Linked DNA regions of Sus scrofa: all the other regions are linked to region 1. Evidence: chromatin contacts called from public HiChIP or PLAC-seq data. All regions are on one chromosome and are shown on one strand. Each heading gives the region's core, a stretch centred on a gene start, on an enhancer-like site or on the middle of the called end of the contact. The rest is flanking DNA. Distances are from core to core; before and after follow the strand shown. Region 1 overlaps DTL (denticleless protein homolog). Region 2 overlaps LOC106505045 (a long non-coding RNA gene). Region 3 holds the start of PPP2R5A (protein phosphatase 2 regulatory subunit B'alpha). Region 4 overlaps LOC106505045 (a long non-coding RNA gene).

Evidence for each region. HiChIP or PLAC-seq counts read pairs in DNA pulled down with a chosen protein or histone mark.
Region 2: a contact with region 1 is called in an H3K27ac HiChIP or PLAC-seq map of skeletal muscle. The contact joins two enhancer-like sites. A contact is called at or near these places in 1 of 47 Hi-C or Micro-C datasets (fetal heart ventricle) and 2 of 2 datasets of contacts at active chromatin or transcription factors (alveolar macrophages and skeletal muscle).
Region 3: a contact with region 1 is called in an H3K27ac HiChIP or PLAC-seq map of skeletal muscle. The contact joins the promoter of PPP2R5A here to the enhancer-like site in region 1. A contact is called at or near these places in 5 of 5 promoter capture datasets (fetal liver, fetal skeletal muscle, liver and 1 more), 32 of 47 Hi-C or Micro-C datasets (adipocytes, alveolar macrophages, blood and 17 more) and 2 of 2 datasets of contacts at active chromatin or transcription factors (alveolar macrophages and skeletal muscle).
Region 4: an H3K27ac HiChIP or PLAC-seq map of skeletal muscle shows a contact between it and region 1. The contact joins two enhancer-like sites. A contact is called at or near these places in 2 of 2 datasets of contacts at active chromatin or transcription factors (alveolar macrophages and skeletal muscle).

The regions. Positions count from the first base shown.
Region 1 is chr9:131,244,449-131,247,199 of Sscrofa11.1, forward strand. The region is part of intron 11 of DTL (denticleless protein homolog); the gene reads right to left. Among named protein-coding and RNA genes, the nearest start is that of DTL, 30 kb to the right of the region's middle. Within about 2 kb of position 1,448, at least 7 of the 83 cell types and tissues checked have an H3K27ac peak or open chromatin away from gene starts, as enhancers often do. A contact at or near this core is called in retroperitoneal adipose tissue and skeletal muscle, where this site is marked.
Region 2 is chr9:131,114,910-131,117,660 of Sscrofa11.1, forward strand. The region is part of intron 1 of LOC106505045 (a long non-coding RNA gene); the gene reads left to right. Among named protein-coding and RNA genes, the nearest start is that of PPP2R5A, 40 kb to the left of the region's middle. Within about 2 kb of position 1,337, at least 15 of the 83 cell types and tissues checked have an H3K27ac peak or open chromatin away from gene starts, as enhancers often do. A contact at or near this core is called in skeletal muscle, where this site is marked.
Region 3 is chr9:131,074,522-131,077,317 of Sscrofa11.1, forward strand. It overlaps PPP2R5A (protein phosphatase 2 regulatory subunit B'alpha), which reads right to left and starts at 1,282. Exons shown (of 13, transcript NM_001100192.1): 1 at 881-1,282. The coding sequence starts at 1,064. It overlaps LOC106505045 (a long non-coding RNA gene), which reads left to right and starts at 559. Exons shown (of 2, transcript XR_002336046.1): 1 at 559-636.
Region 4 is chr9:131,096,373-131,099,166 of Sscrofa11.1, forward strand. All of the region lies in intron 1 of LOC106505045 (a long non-coding RNA gene), which reads left to right. Among named protein-coding and RNA genes, the nearest start is that of PPP2R5A, 22 kb to the left of the region's middle. Within about 2 kb of position 1,444, at least 8 of the 83 cell types and tissues checked have an H3K27ac peak or open chromatin away from gene starts, as enhancers often do. A contact at or near this core is called in skeletal muscle, where this site is marked.

The sequences.
Region 1 (2,751 bases), core at 198-2,697:
GAATCCGACTAGGAACCATGAGGTTGCGGGTTCGGTCCCTGCCCTTGCTCAGTGGGTTAACGATCCGGCGTTGCCGTGAGCTGTGGTGTAGGTTGCAGACGCGGCTCGGATCCCGCGTTGCTGTGGCTCTGGCGTAGGCTGGGGGCTACAGCTCCGATTCAACCCTGGCCTGGGAACCTCCATATGCTGCGGGAGCGGCCCAAGAAATAGCAACAACAACAACAACAAAAAGACAAAAGACAAAAAGACAAAAAAAAAAAAAAAAAAAAAAGAAAATGTATGTTCAAACAAAAACTCGTACATGAATGTTCACAGCAGCTTTATTCATAGAGCCAAAAAGTGGGATAATTTAAATATCCATCAACTGATGAATAAATAAAACCAGGCCTACACATACAATGGAATAGTCAGCTGTAAAAAGTAATCAAGGACTGATCCATGCAACAACATGGATAAACCTTGAAAACGCTAAGTGAAAGCAAAGCCAGACATAAAAGATCGTGTATGGTATGACTCCACTTATAGGAAATGTGCAGAATAGGCAAATCCGTAGAGAAAGAACCTAAGTTCGTGGTTGCCAGAAGCTGGAGGAAGAGGGGAATGGAGAGTGAGTCTTGAAGGGTATGGGCTTGCTTTCTGGAGTGATGGAAATGTTTGGAAATGAGGTAGTGGGGATAGCTGCACAATACTGTGATAATACTAAAAAAAAAAAAATCACTGAATTGTACACTTTAAAATGACTACAATTGTCAATTTTACATTGTACAAATTCTACCTCAATTAAAAAAAAACAGTGGAGGGAAGGGCATGTTGTGGGATGAAATGAGAACAAATGTCCAACAAGTTTTATAACGTTAGTAACAAGTAGTTTCACAGTTGAGGATTACCCTAGTATGTAAAATATACTTAGTGACTACTTTAAAGAAGATTAGTTTCTTCTAATGAAACTCGGGTGACTTTTAAATCCTTTGTTTTTATTCAAGTAAGTTTTATTTTCACTTCATTATTACAAAAACATTATCATAACTATATAACATCTTTTTAAAGCCTCCCTCTACTTTTAAATAGGAAGAAGCGACTATGAAGTCCAAGAGACATTCACATCTGCACAATCTGGGAATGGTCAAAACACAGAAAATCATCCTCTCTTACAAATTCTAGTTGTTACAGAATAAGATGAACTCAAGGCAGTAAGAATTCTAAAGTTAAAACTTGTGGAACTATGAAGGTACCCTTAGAAGTAACGGACTCTAACCTACAGACCTCAAAAAACATTTTGTATACTTGAACGAGCACCTTTCCTCAACAAACCTCCTTACTCCGCCCGGTCAGAAACGGAGCCTAATCTTCATTTCTGCCATGAGATCATTTACACTTCCTAAAGCGTCAGGCTCAGCATTTCGCCAGTCAGCGGTAGAATGACAGCGCCAAATCAGTTTATTTATAACCACTTCAATACTCTCCAGTGGCTGCATCAGAAATGAACCAGGGACAGACAGAGTAGGGGTGAGGGGAGGGCAAGGGGTAGGAAATTGAAAAAGAAAAAAATATAAATCTTTTTATCTTTAAGTCTTGGGCTTCAGTGTCAGAAAGTCTGCTGTATTACATCTCCTATTTGCTGGGTGGTGGTAAGCATTAAAGGCCATTCTCTTCCGTCTTGAGATCTAAAACTCCCTCCTTCCACTGTTTTCTCGTGTCCACGGGCTTTTTTGGCAAAGGAAAACCCTAAAACCTGGGAGAATTCCTGATTCCTAAAACCTAACAGCCTGAATACTCAGCTTGTATGGATTTGTTTTTAAACTACACCCCTCCTCCACTTTCTTATCATGGAAAAGAGAAACTGAGCCACCCTGCTAGGCAAATTCAATTTTAGGAGCACTAAGTTTGCCAGGATCTCAAATATCAGAGCCTTCACACTGAGTTATGTGTGGACAGGCAGGAGAACATCATGTCTGAACCACATCATTCAGCACTAACATGTGACCCAGCCCAGAATTCAGAAAGGGTCACCCATGCGTGTGATAGCCACTGACTGGATGTCTGAAAACGGGTTACGAATGAACAGCCAGGTATCTGTAAAGACAGGAAGCATTCCATAACCCCGATTTCCTCAAACAGAAAAAAACAGAAACAAAAAAAGCCAACCAACCAAACAACCAAAAAGGCCTTTATAGTGGAGAGGAGAGCCAGGGAAGAACTTCAGGAACTGGCAGCAAAACTACACACACACACACACACACACACACACACACACACACAATATCTATAATTATATATATAATTTAATGTACACATATATTTAAGAAACTGATTTTAAATGATTTTTAAAAATGGTTAATGCCAAAATTTTTTTTTCATAATCCTTTATTATGCTTTTTTGGTATGTCTGAATTTTTTTTTTTTAAAGAAGAACCTTAAAAAGATACAGACCTTGGTAGGAATAAAATCCTCTAGCTAAGCCAGAAACCAAAGTAGAGAAAGGAATGTAAGACAGTGAGGGAAGGAGAAAGGGAAAATCAAAAGATAACAGATATGAAGCATAAGACAAGACCAAAAGACAGATACATCAGTGCTAGTCACATGAGGTTTAAAGCTCAAGTCAGAAGAATTTTATAGACAAGAAGCTAGGTTAAAAACTCCTGTAAGATGAGGGTCTCAAGAGTATATTTTATAAGCAACTTTTCATTTAAAGATAGAACAAATAGGGGAGTTCCTGTTGTAGTACCTCAACAGTTAACGAACCCGACTAGC
Region 2 (2,751 bases), core at 87-2,586, 130 kb before region 1:
GTTATTTCAGGAGGAGTAAATATTGCCGGCGGTCTGTTTAAAAAGGCCAATGACCTGAAATGCTGGTTTGTTTTTTCTCTTTTCTTTTCCATTTGAATTATCTCCAAGGGACAGGCCTGCCCAGGCATCACACAGTTTTAAGTGGTTGGCGCGTAGCTCTAACTTTCCCTTTTTGTTTCGTGAGATGCTGGGCTGGCAAACAAAAGGGAGAAAAGATATGAGATAAGGATATGAAGAGCTGACCTAGGCCCAAGGAAAGAGGGGGAGAGGGCCAGCGTGCAACCCGGAAGAGGGCCCAGGGCCCTCGGCTCCCTGCTGCCTTCGCTGCTTCCGGAGCTGGTGTTTGACCTATAATTATAGCCGCTTTCCTCTGATTTCCTCTGTGAAAATAGCAACATTCAGACTCAGCGCAGAGTGGAAAAAAGACTGCATAAAGGATCAGGGATTTATAAATACAGATAAAATTACAGGATTGTTAGTTTCGTTCTCTGAAGAGCGGGTTTGGAAGTGGGGGTGGGGGGAGCTGACGGCTCTCAAAACCCGTCTCGAGTCCTAACACACCCAGGTGTGCCTCTTTGGGGGCCCAGGCAAAGAAGATGCCCTACAGGGCTTTTCCCACTGGATGGGCAGTCACTGTGGAAAAAGGATATCCTTCCCGGGCACATCCCGCTCCCCAGGTTTGTATTTGGACATCTCAGGGGTTTTCCCTCCGCATCTCGTTTTCTTCTCAGACTCATTATCTCTAAGGAGGGGGTAGAGGATATCCTTGTCTCATAAAATACCTCCCAGTCTTCTGGGACCTGCTTTCCTCCCAGACAAACAATGTGATCATATTGGAATTGTCACGTTCTTAGAACCACCCTGGTCGTCATTGTTCACGCACACCAGCCCTCCCATGGGAGAGATCATCAGGAAAAGTCATCTCTGGTGAAGGAGACTGTCAGATGGACGTATGGCCATGGAGAGGGGAGGGAAGCCACCTTGAGTGAGAATCCGAGACAAGAGGCCGAGAAAAAGGCTTGTCCCGAAGTCTCTGGGTTCTGTGGTTCCTGAGCCTGGCTTCTTGCATCTCTGAGCTTTGCTTCATCTGGATACTCGACCTTTCCTTGAATTCCATGCATTTTGCCTAAACTCTTTCAAGTGGGGTTTCTGGTGTGCGCAACCAAAAGCCTGGACTAAGATGACGGCACTAACGCCAAGAACTCTCCAGGGAAGCTGACGAAGCCATGTTATCTGTAAAGCTTCTCAAAACTAGTTTCACAGAGGGTTAAGTGCAATATTTATAGTCTGCTGACTGCATGGCTGTCACTACTCTCCTTTCCAGAAAGATAGATGGTAGGAGGAAGAGTGAAAATATTCCGAGCAGCATTTATGACCCAGCTGCTGAAGAAGAGGAAGGACCACGGCTCCGCCTTCCTGTGGAATCACATTATAAGCTTTCCAGATAGGAGATTTCCAGAAAGATTGCAAGATGTCTTAACTCCCCCTATCAGATCTACAGTAAGTTAAGCTCACATTTCTATGTTTGCTTCTCAGTAGAGCCGGAGAAGACTGACTGACCCTCCTGAGCCTAACAGCCTGTCCTATGCTTAGAGCTGTCGCTCCCATGCTAAATGAGTCCAAACTTCTTTGGGTATCAGTGGGGCAAATGGAATGGCCTGGCATGACGGTGTAAAAAATGCCCTGAACAGGAAGTCCGGAGACCTGGATTCCAGCTGAGGTTTTACCACCAAGCCCTTAGAAGATGTGCTAAGCCTCTGGGTCATTTCCTCATCTGCCAGACAAGGAATTGGGTGAGACCATTTCTAAAACCCCTTCCAGCTCTTCTGCGCCATGAAATACAATGACTCAAAGGTAAATTCCCAGCCTACGATCATTCTCCACCATGAATACTATTTGCTTTCCACCAAAAGCAGGAGGGACAAAGAGGAGAGAGAAAAACAATAAGGACAACTATGCTGATTACAAACAGTCATTGTGGAAATGGAAAGAAATAATATATAAAAGCCTTTAGAAGAGTGCCTAGCATGCAGCAGATACTGCTATTGTTATTACGCCTCTGCTAGTGGGATTTGCTCTACCTAGAATCTCAGGAATTTAAAGAGTCTTACAGGTCACTGATATGTACAAGGACAAGCAGATGACTTCAGATATCCTGCTATTATTAGTTTACTTTTTAAATACTTCGGTTCCTTCCAGCAAATTCCTGACCTCCTTGAGGGCCTGGTTAGGCCTTGGGTTCCATGTGCCTTCTAGGGTGCCTTGTGCCAGCTAAGGGCCTCATAGATGGTTGACTCTGCTGATTGATGAGAGGGGATTTTCCGTGCAGCCCCAGCACAGCCAGTGTGGACCAGTGGAGTGGTCAGTGGCGCCAGTGGCCCAGCTTCCCCTCCCTCGCCAAGGCCTCTCCGGAGTGATCCTCCCTGGAAGGCCCCAGTGCCAGAAGCCCTTGCCCACAAGCGGAAGCCTAGTGCTGCGTGCAGAGCTGAATTCTTGGGACTGGAAGTCATCGCATCCTGCCTCGTGTGTGGGCTTAGGAAAACATCCCTACCAAGTCTCATCTAGCGCTTCCTTTGGCGTGTGCCAAGAGCCAACAAATATAGGGGTCCAATCTGTTTTGGGGATACCTCCTACCAGGAAGGCAGCACCCCTGCCTGCTTCCTGAGACGTAGTCTGGTTTCCCTTTCTGGGGTGTCCCTGAGGCTAGAGCTCTGAACAAACAATGGAACAAAGGCAATGAAAGTGGTTGAT
Region 3 (2,796 bases), core at 32-2,531, 170 kb before region 1:
CACCAGAAACCAATTTCTTTTTTTTTTTTTTAATCCTCTAAACCTAGTGGGAAAAGTAAGTGAGCCAAAAGGAGTGCCAAGCTCTCCTGCAAGGCATTAGGCACGGATACCAATTTGAATGACTGTACAAACGTACCAAGTCCCTGGAATCAGCTTGGCGAACTAAGTTCCCACTCCATTGCAAGGCAACACTATCTACTCTTCAGAACTCCTCCAAATTTACCGTGTCTATCTTCTCAGACAGTATTTTAAGGCTTCCCATTATTTGGGCTAAAGGGTGACATTTAAATCTAATGACCCCGTAAATAAGACACCACCCTGGTTAGATTTTTAGGCTTTTTCTGCAGAAATAAATCTAAAGGCCAGATAACTCTTCACTGGTGTTTGCATTAGGATTCCGGGTCTGTAACTCTTGGGAAGGATCCACAGGAAGGGAAGTTAGGGAGAGGGTGAGTACGGTCGCTTTAAAACTGGAAAAGTAAAGGGCTAGTTTAGAGTGGCTGAAAGAGAAGGCAGGTCTCGGGAAAGTGAAGGTCGGAAGATAAGACAGGTAGTTCAAGCAAGATGGGGAAGGAGGACACACGAACTCGACCCCGAGGGACGCCCGAGGGAGGAGAGTTCCAATCGCCAGGGCAGGTGAGCGAGCGCGCAGGTGAGGAGGGATGTCGACCTCCTCCAAGAAGCTGAGGCTTAGGTGAAGCCAGGAGGGATGAGAAAAGCAGCTCGCAAACCTGTTTGAATCAAAAGGCGGGGGGACGCCAAGGCTGCGTGGGGGGCGCGACTCGCACACCGCGAGCCCCAGCGGGGCAGACGGAGCCCGCAGGAGGCAGTGGCTCTGCGGCCCCCGCGCTCCCTCCCGGGCGGCGCCCTCGAAGGTTACCTTTGAGCTGGGGCAAGGGGTGCAGCTCCGGCTGGCTGCCCTGGCTGCGGAACTGCGACGAGCCCTGAGAGCGCTTCTGCCTCTGCGCCTTGCGCACCGATTTCCGGGTGAAGCCGTCCACTTTCTCCGAGGCCGAGATGGCGGCGCTGGCAGCCGCCGCCGGCGGCGGCGACGACGACGACATCTCCGCGGCCCTGGCGCTTGGCAGCTCCGGCTGCTGCTTGCACGGAACGGGCAGCGGCAGGAGGAGGAGGCGGGGGAGAGGCGCCGAGCGCTCGCGCCCCTCCGCCCCGTTCCTCCGGCCGCACCGCCCTCCCGCTCCCGGGCGCCGCCGAGCTTCTCCTCGCCGCCCGCCGACGCCTCACGGCCACATCTCAGGGCCGGCGAGTCCTGGTCCCCGCCGCGCGGCGAGCTCCCGGGGCTGACGGAGGGCGGGGGCGGGGGTGGAGGGGGGTGAAGAAGTTGTTGACTCCGGGAGCGGAGGGCGGGTGGACTGGAGCCCGAAGTTTAGACAACTGAGGCGAGGACGCGGGGTGCGGACGCCGAACGCGCCTCTCGTCCCTGCAGCCCGGGTCCCCAGCCGGCCGGTCCGCCAGCACCTCAGCGGCCGCTGCCAGCGCAGCCCGCCCTGCCTGGAGCCTCCTCCCGAGGCGCTGCCATCGCGGGTCCCCTCCGAGCCGCCGCCGCCACCGCCGCGGTGCCCGCTCTTCCCTGTCAGCGCCGAGCCCTCATCTCCCAGGGCGGCGACCCGCTGCCCCGGCCCCGGGGGCACACACACACTCTCTCCTCCAAGTCCCGGGCGGTCCGAGCCCCCTCCCCCACGCGCCCTTCCGCCGCCCACAGAGAACCCCCAGCGAGCGACCGCTACAACTTGAGAAGGTGCTGGGGAGAAGCAAGGGGGGAGTGTGTGTGCGTGTGCGCGCGCGCCAGGGCGCGCGGCCCGGGGGTGGGGCCTCGCGGGGTTGGGACGGAGGAAATTGACTGACAACTTCCGCGGGGTCCCGCCAGCCTCTCGGTTGCTCGGGAAGGAGTAGGGGGTGGGAAAGCATACCATGTCTTTCAGCCAATCGCGGGGCTAAGCGGCCGCAATAGGGTGAGGCGTGGCCTCCTGCAGGTCTATCAAGCTGGGAGGTAAGGCAGGGGAATGGGGCGTGGTTGTGTGACGGACTTCGGCCACAGCCAATAGTAAGTGAAGGCGGTGAGCGGGGGAGGGGGGCCCACTTACGTCACAACTGTGTAACTAATTCTCTAAGGATTGAGGGGAGGTGCCCCTCCACTGGTGAGCACCTTTGCACGCCTGCGCGACAGGGCCGGGCTCTAATTGCTCTCCTGGCAGCCTATGAGAAGACTGGAAAACTAGAGGTGGGAGTTTAGAGAGAAAATAGTACGCCCCTTCCCGTCCCTCCGCTCTCTATTGACCAATGAGGAACTGAAGCGACTGGTGGGGCGCCTGAGGGCTGGGCCGCGAAAGAGCTCCAGGTGTTACGTCACCGAAAGAGGGCGGAGCAAAGGCCTGGTAGTGGAACTAGCAGAGTGATTGATGGTTGAAGCGGCCCCGCGGAAGGCAAGGAAATGGCTCGCCCAATTGAAGAGAGTTGCTGAACTCTTGGGCGGGCCTTGGAGCCTCACCCGCCCTGAGCCGTGCACTTGGTAGTTACAGGATAAACATGTAGCTCTAGGGTGGTTTGGGCACTGCGGTTCCTGAGAGCTGTTCTAGCGCGAGTTTGGGGCAGTCTAGCGTCTACCACTTCAAAGCGTTTCCCAAGACCACACCCTCCAAGAAGAGGAGTCTCATTCCCAAATTAGTATCCTTCTAATTTTCATCCTTCAGCCGGAGGCTGAAACTGCTTCAACAGGAGGGGTGCAGATTCGCTGACCGGTGGTTTGTGGATTTGGGGGCTTGCCATTTATTTTTG
Region 4 (2,794 bases), core at 194-2,693, 150 kb before region 1:
TCAGGATTTGAGCCACGTTTGCAGTGTACACCACAGCTCACGGCAACACCAGGTCCTTAACCCACTGAGCAAGTCCAGGGATCAAACCTGTATCCTCATGGGTACTAGTCAGGTGTGTCACTGCTGAGCCACAATGGGAACCCCACAAGTTTACTTCTTGAATTAAGTGAGATAAGGTGTACAGAATATCTTGACAGGAGGTGGGTGCCCACCACAAGCTTGCTGAATCTTCCGTATCTTAGCTGGTACTTGGAAGTTTCTGTAATCTGGCTCAGCTCACCACTCTGAAATTCAATAGTGTGTTTTGAAGAAGTTGCAGACCATAAGGTACTCTTTAGTTGCTTAACATTTTTATTTTTCTCTACCATGCAATTTCTCCTGTGAGTATTTGTTCCCTAACCTCGTTTACTTCCAGCCTCTCTAGTTCCATCTAGACCAAAGGCCTACTTTTCTATTAAGCCTTCAGTGTGAACTCCAGCCCCAGTATGATCTCTCTCTTCCCTCTAAACTCCGGAAACATCCCCGCAGACTGTAGCATTTAATCATACATTACTTTGTAGTGTTTCAAGTAATCATGTAGGGGGAACAGTGTGTGAATTCCCCAACGGCACATGATAATGGTTTAAAAAATATTTGGTCAACAAGTGGGAAGATTTGAAAAAAATTAGAGGGAAGAAAGTTTGGACTTGGGAGGCTCAAATTTTCTGTACAAAGAACAAAGAGCTGGGGCATCTGGTAGTTCGATGCTTTGTTTTCCAAGGTACCCCACACTGTTCTCCATAGTGGTTGTATCAATTTTCATTCCCACCAACTGTGTGGGAGGGTTCCCTTTTCCCCACACCCTCGCCAGCATTTGCTATTTGTTGGCTTGTTAATGATGGCCATTCTGACCATCACTGGTGTGAGGTGATACCTCATCGTAGTTTTGATTTGCATTTCTCTAATAATTAGTGATGTTGAGCATTTTTTTCATGTGCCTGCTGGCCATCTGTATGTCTTCTTTGGTGAGATGTCTATTTAGGTCTTCTGCCCATTTTTCAGTTGGGTTGTTTGTACTTTTGTTGTTGAGTTGTATGAGCTGTTTGTATATTTTGGAGATTAAACCTTTGTCAGTTGAGTCATTTGCAAAAATTTTCTCCCATTCTGTGGCTTTGCTGTACCACAAAAATTGACAGAACATTGTAAATCAATCATAAAAAGTTAAAATAATAAAATAAAAATAAATAAATAAATGTTTAAAAACACTGAAAAAAAAAAAAAAAAAGGAATAGCCTCACTGGGGAGAGTAAGTTTTAAGCAAAAGTTTGAGCTAAGTGTGAAAGAGCAGAACAGAGCTGATGTGGGAAGTAAGAAGGACAGAGGTGGTAGCTCAGGACAGAGCAGAGTCAGGGAGCAAAGTGGAAATTCACCCTGTAGGACATTCCTAGAACTCAAGGCAAAGCTCCTTCTTTCCCAAGTCCCTCCACCAGCTATTTTTAGCTACATCTAATTTTAGAAAGCGACACATGGTCTCCTTCCAATCATTTCTTTTGCCGATCTCAGAGAGGTTCTTCCCAGAAATTTCTTCCTCTTGCTCTGGGAGCCTTCCCACACCCAGGTAACTTTAAGATGTTTAGAAAGCCTTCCCTCTGCCTTAGTCTTTGCTGACCATCTGAAAGTGAGTGAGGTCAGGTGTCTCCTGCACTCACAGATCCCTCTGGGCACTCCGTCAAGAGAAGACAGCTTGCTACTTGGGTCACTGCAGAATTCAGACACAGTGCCTGCTCCATGATAGGTCTTCCATTAGCATTGAACGAGCCAATGTCATTCTAAAGACATTAGTGGTTGGCATGATTGGTTCTTGTCTGGGCTTCAGTGGAGGAAAAACACAACTCACGTAGAGAGAGGAGCTCTTGTTCAACCATGCTCATGGGCTTAACTCTCAATACAAGGTTCAAGTTGCATTTTGTGGCACCAAGTGATGGTGAACTGGCACAGAGAAAGCGAGGCAGTGCGGTGGCAGTCATGAGAGGCATGGTTCAGGCCTTACCACTAACTTCAGTGTGACTTGAGTACCAATTCACACAGGTTTGCAAAATACAGAGGAGCCTTCCCTCCTCAAAATTCTTTTATTCTAAAGTTAGACCGATGTGAAGACACATCAGTGGCAATCATACCTGGAAGGGGTTGACCCTCCCCAGGGAAAAGGGTCATTAATCATTGGACTTGGGGAAGTAGGACATCCCACATCTGGTTACCTTGGCCTCAGGCTCAAGGACATAGGGTAACAGAGGGCAGCCTGCATGGAGAGGGACCCAGCTGCTTTGGTCATCAGCTCATGCTCTCTTTTTATCCACCCAGGTGCAGCCAGTCTCTTTCACTTTCTTTCTAACCTTATTCCCAGCCCAACCCAAAATCTGATTACATAATCACTCACTTAGTAAGTGTTCTCTGATGCTGATTTTTAATGAAGTTGGCTAGTGCTGCTTCCTGTTTTGAAAGAAACAAGCCATTTAGAAAGCTAGTCCATGTCCCCAATACTCATTGCATCTAAGAAATCAAATGGGTATTTTAACCATTTTAGAGGAAAAATAATTAGATGGAAATAGGTTAAAGTTCTTACAACAGAGAGGGTAGCTTTTGAAAAGGGAAACTTTGGTAGCAGTTTAAGATTGTGATACCAACACTAGCACTAGGCTCTATCTATCTATCTATCTATCTATCTATCTATCTATCTATCTATCCATCCATCCAACCATCTATCTATCCATCCATCTATCTGTCTGTCTGTCCATCTACCTTATCTATTCTCAGA